2 separate regions of the Hordeum vulgare genome follow, and region 1 is linked to region 2. Evidence: chromatin contacts called from public Hi-C data. All regions are on one chromosome and are shown on one strand. Each heading gives the region's core, a stretch centred on a gene start, on an enhancer-like site or on the middle of the called end of the contact. The rest is flanking DNA. Distances are from core to core; before and after follow the strand shown. Region 1 has its middle 150 kb from the start of LOC123402394. Region 2 holds the start of LOC123402394 (probable LRR receptor-like serine/threonine-protein kinase At5g45780).

Region 1 (3,048 bases), core at 123-2,622, 150 kb before region 2:
GAAACTGCCATTTAGAAACCGACAGGCTACGTAGTTCCTTTTGACCCGGGCTGATGTCATTGCCCTCCACCCCACACACACCCTCCTTGAGGTTTTTAATTAGGCATCCCTCTTTTCAATTAGGCACTTAGGAGTTGCACACTTGTGTCCTATATTTTTGGGACATTTGCATTTCTATCCCTAACTCGAACCACCTACTCAAATGTGTCGCCAATTTTGAAGCATGCTCAAATTTACCCTCGTGTTGTTAGTTACACTTATGGAAATACTCTTTCGTGACGTTTTCGTCCAGTCAAAGCCGTTTGACCGCAATGTGACCATTTATTTGACATTTTTGCCCCTGTCTCCATGTGCCACTTACTGATGGGACCTTCCCTTAAAAATGACCTGAAAGAGCCCTTTCTCTCACCTCCTCTCTCACACACACTTATATGTGGGGCCACTCATCCAAAAAAAGAAATAGAATAGGACTATTCAAACTAGATATTTGGGTCCACATGTCATTGGCTTACCATTATTTTTCTAGACATATTTTTTATATAGTACTTTAATTAATTTACTATGGATTAGGCTGACGGTTGTCGGTGGTAACTAAATCCCGTGGTGGACGCCCGCCGAGAGATAGGCCTGGCTTTACCGCGTCCAGGGATGTGGCCTTCGGACCATATGCTCGCCGGAGAAAACGGCGGCGACCATTCCAGCGGCGGATCCGGGCGGCACAAGTGGGGCAGATACAATGTACCAGTGAGGGGGAGGGGAAACGTTCGTGTGACGTTGAGGAGCTCAGTAGGATCATGATGGCGATGCCGCTGGGGCTCAGGGAAGCAAGGACTTCGGCGATGATTGCCATGGCAAAGCTCGGAGTTCATGGGGACGATGACCCGAGGTCATCCAGTCTATGGAGGAATCCCAAGTCTTCTGTGGTAAATCAGGATGCCACACGAACCGCTGGGGCCAGACGGCGTGCTTCAACGTCGTCGAATCGAATGCGTCGGTCCTAGCTCGGAGGCGGGGGAGATGTGCCATGGCTCTCTGTGCTTGACGTCTCTGGTCAAAATAGTAGGCTGGCAGGGTGAAGTCATGGCATACGAGCTTCCTGGCGAGGTGGTGGCGCTTCGGGCTCCGTTGGCCTCGTGCTTGACAAACACCGGCGATGGGGCGCTCTCTGGCGTACTTGCTTGAGAGGCCTAGCGGCGGAGAGGGGAACAAGAGCGAGTGATGGAGAGAGAACGAGGGAGAGAGGCCATCGGAATCGGGTGATGCGAGCGACACAGGCAACGCCCGTTCGGCAAGCTCGTCGGAGTTGAGAGGGAGAGGTCGTCGGCCTATCGTTCGGTAGGGAGAGACAGAGGTGAGAGAGATAATTTTTCTTTTCCTTTTTTACATTTTTCTATGGATGAGTGGCCCCACATGTAAGTGTGTGTGGGAGAGTGGAGATGAGAGAAAGGGATTTTTCAGTTTATTTCTTAGAGAGGGTCCCACCAGTAAGTGGCATGTGAAGACAAACGCGAAAATGTCAAAGAAACGGCCACATAGCAGCCAAACGTCTTTCATTGGACAGAAACGGCACGGAATGGTATTTCTATAAGTATAACTAATGATGGAGGAGCAAATTTGAACATGCTACAAAATTAGGGCAAATCTGAATAGTGGTTTTGAGTTAGAGACACAAATGTAAAAGACCCTATATTTTATCTCTCACGCGCTTCATTCATGTTTAAGAGCGTATACACTCCTAGACCCAATTTATTGTTTTGAGCGTGGTGCTTAGGTAGATGAACCAATTTTGTTGAGGCAAATCATTTTTATCATCTGTGTTGCTAATCCTTTGTGCTACCAAAAAATGAAATGGCACAAAAGCACACAAATACATTTTTTTTCTTTTCAGTTTCATTCAAGAAGGTTCTACTCGAGGGTGATGAGTCCAAATTATGTGCCTATTTTACAAGTATTTTTATGCCTCCTCTATAGGGCATGTGGAATTTTATTGCGTTTGCACACTTCTTTTTGCCATTTTTATTGGTAATTGTGAAATATTGGTTTAGGGAAGAAATCTCAGAAAATGATAGTGGATTCATGCAATTAAGGTGATAATCACCTACCATAAAAGAAAGAAGCAAAATGGGCAAAGTAACAACCGCCGCAGGGCAACCAGAAGAAAAGATGACGTTGCATACAACCGCGCGCGCTTGTATAAGTGATCATATGGAGTGCTATCGCCGCTGCCTCACCCATTATATTCAATCCGTGAAGACAAATCATGGATCACAGACCCAGAGAAACCTGAAACTTGTCAAAAGCAGGAACCCTAGCCGCCGGAGCGATCCAGAGGGAGGAACCGGTCAAGGGAGGCGATGCCTCCATCATCTCTATCAAGAGTGCTTCAACATCATCTCCATCATCATCCTCATCACCACCACCTCATTTTTTCCATTGTAATCTCAAGATCCCTAGAGGAATAACTTGTGTATTACATGTGTGATTCGTTCATGTTTTCCATCATTCGTGAAATGATTTGTGTTGCCTTCATGAGTGAGTAATCCCATTTGTTCTCGGGGTATGGATGAACCCTAGTATAATATAATTTTTCATATTAGTATTTGATATCCTATTTACATGTTTATGTTAGCAATCATATTGATGTTGGATGCAGTCGACCAACCAATGTATGTGGGTTTTGAATGGAAAGTAATTACTATTGGCTAACCGTGTCGTTGTGGAGGTGGGTGACGTGACATGGCCCACCTCCCTTTGTAGCAGATGGTTGCAACGGCGGATAAAACAGAGACCACTTTGGTTGCGTCCACGGGGACCTCTTTCCCCTAAACCACCGTTTGGTAACCGGAGTGGGGAAGAACGATGGTGCAGTATTTGATACGGAGATGCCACGTGTATCACGTATTTGTACTGGCTCCACCCACAAAAAAACATATAAAGTAGCTTAGGAATCCGAAGTAGCATTGTGTTTAGGCACCACTATAGATGCACACTAGAGGGGATTACGGACCCCCAAGAACGTTTTTGATCTCATAGTCTCACGTCTCATTT
Region 2 (3,240 bases), core at 293-2,792:
ATTGGTTACCTGAAAGATCAAGAGCTTTCAGATTGGCCAGCTTCCCTGTCTCTGGAGGAATTTCACCAGATATTCTGTTATTCTGTAGTAACCTGAAGGGGGGCAACAGAGAAAAAAGTTGAGCAACAAAGCATTGGTAGTAAATTTCGTTTTCGTTAGGACAGATGGGAGTCAATGGAACAAGATCTACAAACAGTACAAAGAATACAATCCCATGACTGAGGGAGCACAAGTAATAACAAATATTATGCATACATACGTGTTCTAAGTAGGGTGGACACAGTATGATGGGTACAATAAGGAGTAGAAAGTCTAGCTGGACTGCGCTGTCAATCATACAAAGTAAGCTTGATTTGGCCGTGTTGAGTTCTGAAAGAATAGGGTACGCCCAATAGCATTCATTCTTGCCAAAAAAGAAAACAAATTTTGTTCAGGGGGGCTTGTACCGCCTGTGATCTCTCAGCATTATTCTATTCACCAGTTCTTGTCCTGGCCTTGAGAGTTTGCACACACGGACCCTGCTTGGGATTTTCATAAATTCAACTATTAAGGCAAGACTTATATTGTATAGTTCCCCACCTTCAGCTCGCTAACTATCCTGATACTAATGAGTCACCGACGGAATAGCCTAAACAGTAATATTGTTTGAACCTAAACAGCAGTTGTGCTTCATATTTTCCAACGGCTAGACACACAAGTACGAACCTCCTCATTTTGAAGCGATTAAGCTCGGAAGCTTCAAACTTGAACGGTGTTGCAAGACACACCGTGTCAAAGGAACTAAGGAAACAGGAACTGTGATTGGATAGGTGAGTTCGTTTCCAAGGCCTTACATTGTCTGCAGGTAACTGAGGTTCCCGATACTCGGCGACAGAGCCCCTGACAATCCGTTGTTAGCCATCTGCCTGCACTCCAACATCCAAACAAAACAGCACGGCATCACCAACAGCAAAACAACAACGGGCAGAAGGAGCATCCGCGCAGGCGCAGTCCAACAGCAAGACAACAAATCAGGGAGCGAGATCTCACAGCGAGACGACGAATCCGTCGGGGGAGCAGGCGACCATTGACCAGGTGCAGGGGTCAACGGAGTTGATGTCCCACCCGGCCATCACCCCCTTCTCGTCCCGCATCCGGCTCTTCACCGCCATCAGCGCCGCCACTGAAACACCGCGCAAAGCGCACCGAGCGCAATTAACACGAGAACATCCTCCACGTAGTACCAAATCCCCAAACCCTAGCCTCGTCCCTAGCCCAGCCACCCCCGCCCAACGCCAGCCGCAAGCGGCGCACATACCTTCATAGTTGAGACCTTTGGGTGAGAGCGGCGGGTCCCCGGCCGCTACACTACAAGCGGCGAGGAGCCACGCGGTAGCCACCACCACCACGGCGCCAGCTCCGGCGGCGAAGGTTAGTCTCGCCATGGAAAGTGGGGGCGTGACTGAGAGCGTCTCTGCACGGGCTCCGTGGCCATGGGTGCTGCTGTTATCGAGCGCAGTGCGTGCGCTGAGGAGTAGAATTAGGCTCGCCTTAAATCTTAATTAATGCGAGTTGGTCTGAAAAATGGGAATCTTAAATTAAGAAAGGGAGAGGCTAACTGGGCCTTAATTGCTGAGCCCGTGGAATGGAGTGGAGGACCAGACGGGTGGCTCTCGAGGCTCCGGAATTTGTGCCCAGTGTTTTGTTTCCGTTCTGTTTGGTTGGTTTTTCTTACAGGAGCCATGTAATTTAATTTAAGGTATATGACCTCTTAGAGTATGGTTAATAGTATAGCCAACGGTCGGCTATAAGGCTGTTCATAGTGGGGAGTAACATATGGTAGTATCATGCATATGTTACTATTGTATGATAGTACCTTCATAGTGCATAGTATCATAAATTAGTATCATAGATGATCTCATTTATTGACATGCATGACACATAGTAGCATAGCATTTAACATGGTACGGTATCTACCTATGTTACTATAACCCTCTCTCTCTTCTTTAATTACTTGCCACATCACCATGTTTACTAGTTCCAAGACTATGTTACTAGCTATGATACCTCCACTATGGCCAGCCTAAGGAGTTGCCATGTCATATACTCCCTTCATCATGGTATATTGGACATATCCCAAAAACGATAATTTTTCATAATTAGAAGAAAATAAGGCGCATGACATTAATTAGCCTATTAATTAGGATGTTTTGGAAACCGTCTTCACCAATGCATGCGAGGAAGTCGTTCGTTTAGTGGACGGAGGTTGCTAATGCGTCAGTTTTACGATTAATTAGGCGTTTCTACAGCTCGTCGGCTCGGTTTTTCCTACCAATAGAAAAACATCTTGGTCCCAGAGCCCTGTGAGATACGTCCAATATACTGTCATGGAGAGAGTATAATCGATCTAATAGTTAACACGTATAGTAACAAATTGTTAAGAAGTACTCCCTTCGTTCCTAAATATAAGTCTTTTTAGAGGTTCACTAAAAGACTACATACGGATGTATATAGACATACTTTAGAGTGTATATTCACTCATTTTGCTCTATATATAGTCTCCTAGTGAAATCTCTAAAAAGACCTATATTTAGAAACGGAGGGAGTACTACTTTATAAATACATGACCCACCTTACATCCTCACAATGTTTCTTGGAGCCTCTGCTACAGCCGACTGTTAATCTGTAGTTCGCTTCCCTTCTCTCTCCTCTTCTCTCTCATCCAACTCAACAAAAATATAATGTTTTAATCCTTACAGTCTTCTCTCTCCTCTTCTCTCTCATCTAACTGTATTTTATTATACCTGCTCTTATACTACCTTAATTACACCCGCGATAAAACAACTTGCTTGAAATTAACTAATTCATACACAAATTTGAAAATCCCATAAAACTCATACACGAACTCGATTGTTGTAACAGTTGACTATAAAACAGCTCCGCCTGTGACATGTCGGCTGCCACATCGAAAAGGGCCCGCATCTCAATTATTGCACAAACCATTGCAGCACATGCTTCTGGAGTTTGCACATCGTCCAAACCATCTACAAGTGTTTTGCTAGGCAAGCACCGGTACACATGAAGTGTAGGATCTGTAACATCATATCAAGTTCAGTTTCAATGCGCAGAAAATTAAGTCACATAGTTAATTGCAGGGCACCATAACTTGTTCACCTCAAAACGAAACTACTCTATGACCGACACTTAGTGCAATACTGATGCATGGTTAATTTGCAGACGATACTTGATCCGGCGGCTGTG

Evidence for each region. Hi-C and Micro-C count contacts between places; a contact is called where the count stands out from the background.
Region 1: a contact with region 2 is called in a Hi-C map of leaf, with 4 times the contacts expected there. The contact joins the enhancer-like site here to the promoter of LOC123402394 in region 2. A contact is called at or near these places in 2 of 6 Hi-C or Micro-C datasets (leaf and seedling).

The regions. Positions count from the first base shown.
Region 1 is chr6H:131,476,960-131,480,007 of MorexV3_pseudomolecules_assembly, reverse strand. No RefSeq gene overlaps it. Among protein-coding and RNA genes, the nearest start is that of LOC123402394, 150 kb to the right of the region's middle. Within about 2 kb of position 1,372, at least 1 of the 3 cell types and tissues checked has open chromatin away from gene starts, as enhancers often do. A contact at or near this core is called in leaf, where this site is marked.
Region 2 is chr6H:131,329,288-131,332,527 of MorexV3_pseudomolecules_assembly, reverse strand. It overlaps LOC123402394 (probable LRR receptor-like serine/threonine-protein kinase At5g45780), which reads right to left and starts at 1,542. Exons shown (of 11, transcript XM_045096308.1): 1 at 1,298-1,542; 2 at 1,030-1,162; 3 at 834-905; 4 at 1-92. The coding sequence starts at 1,424.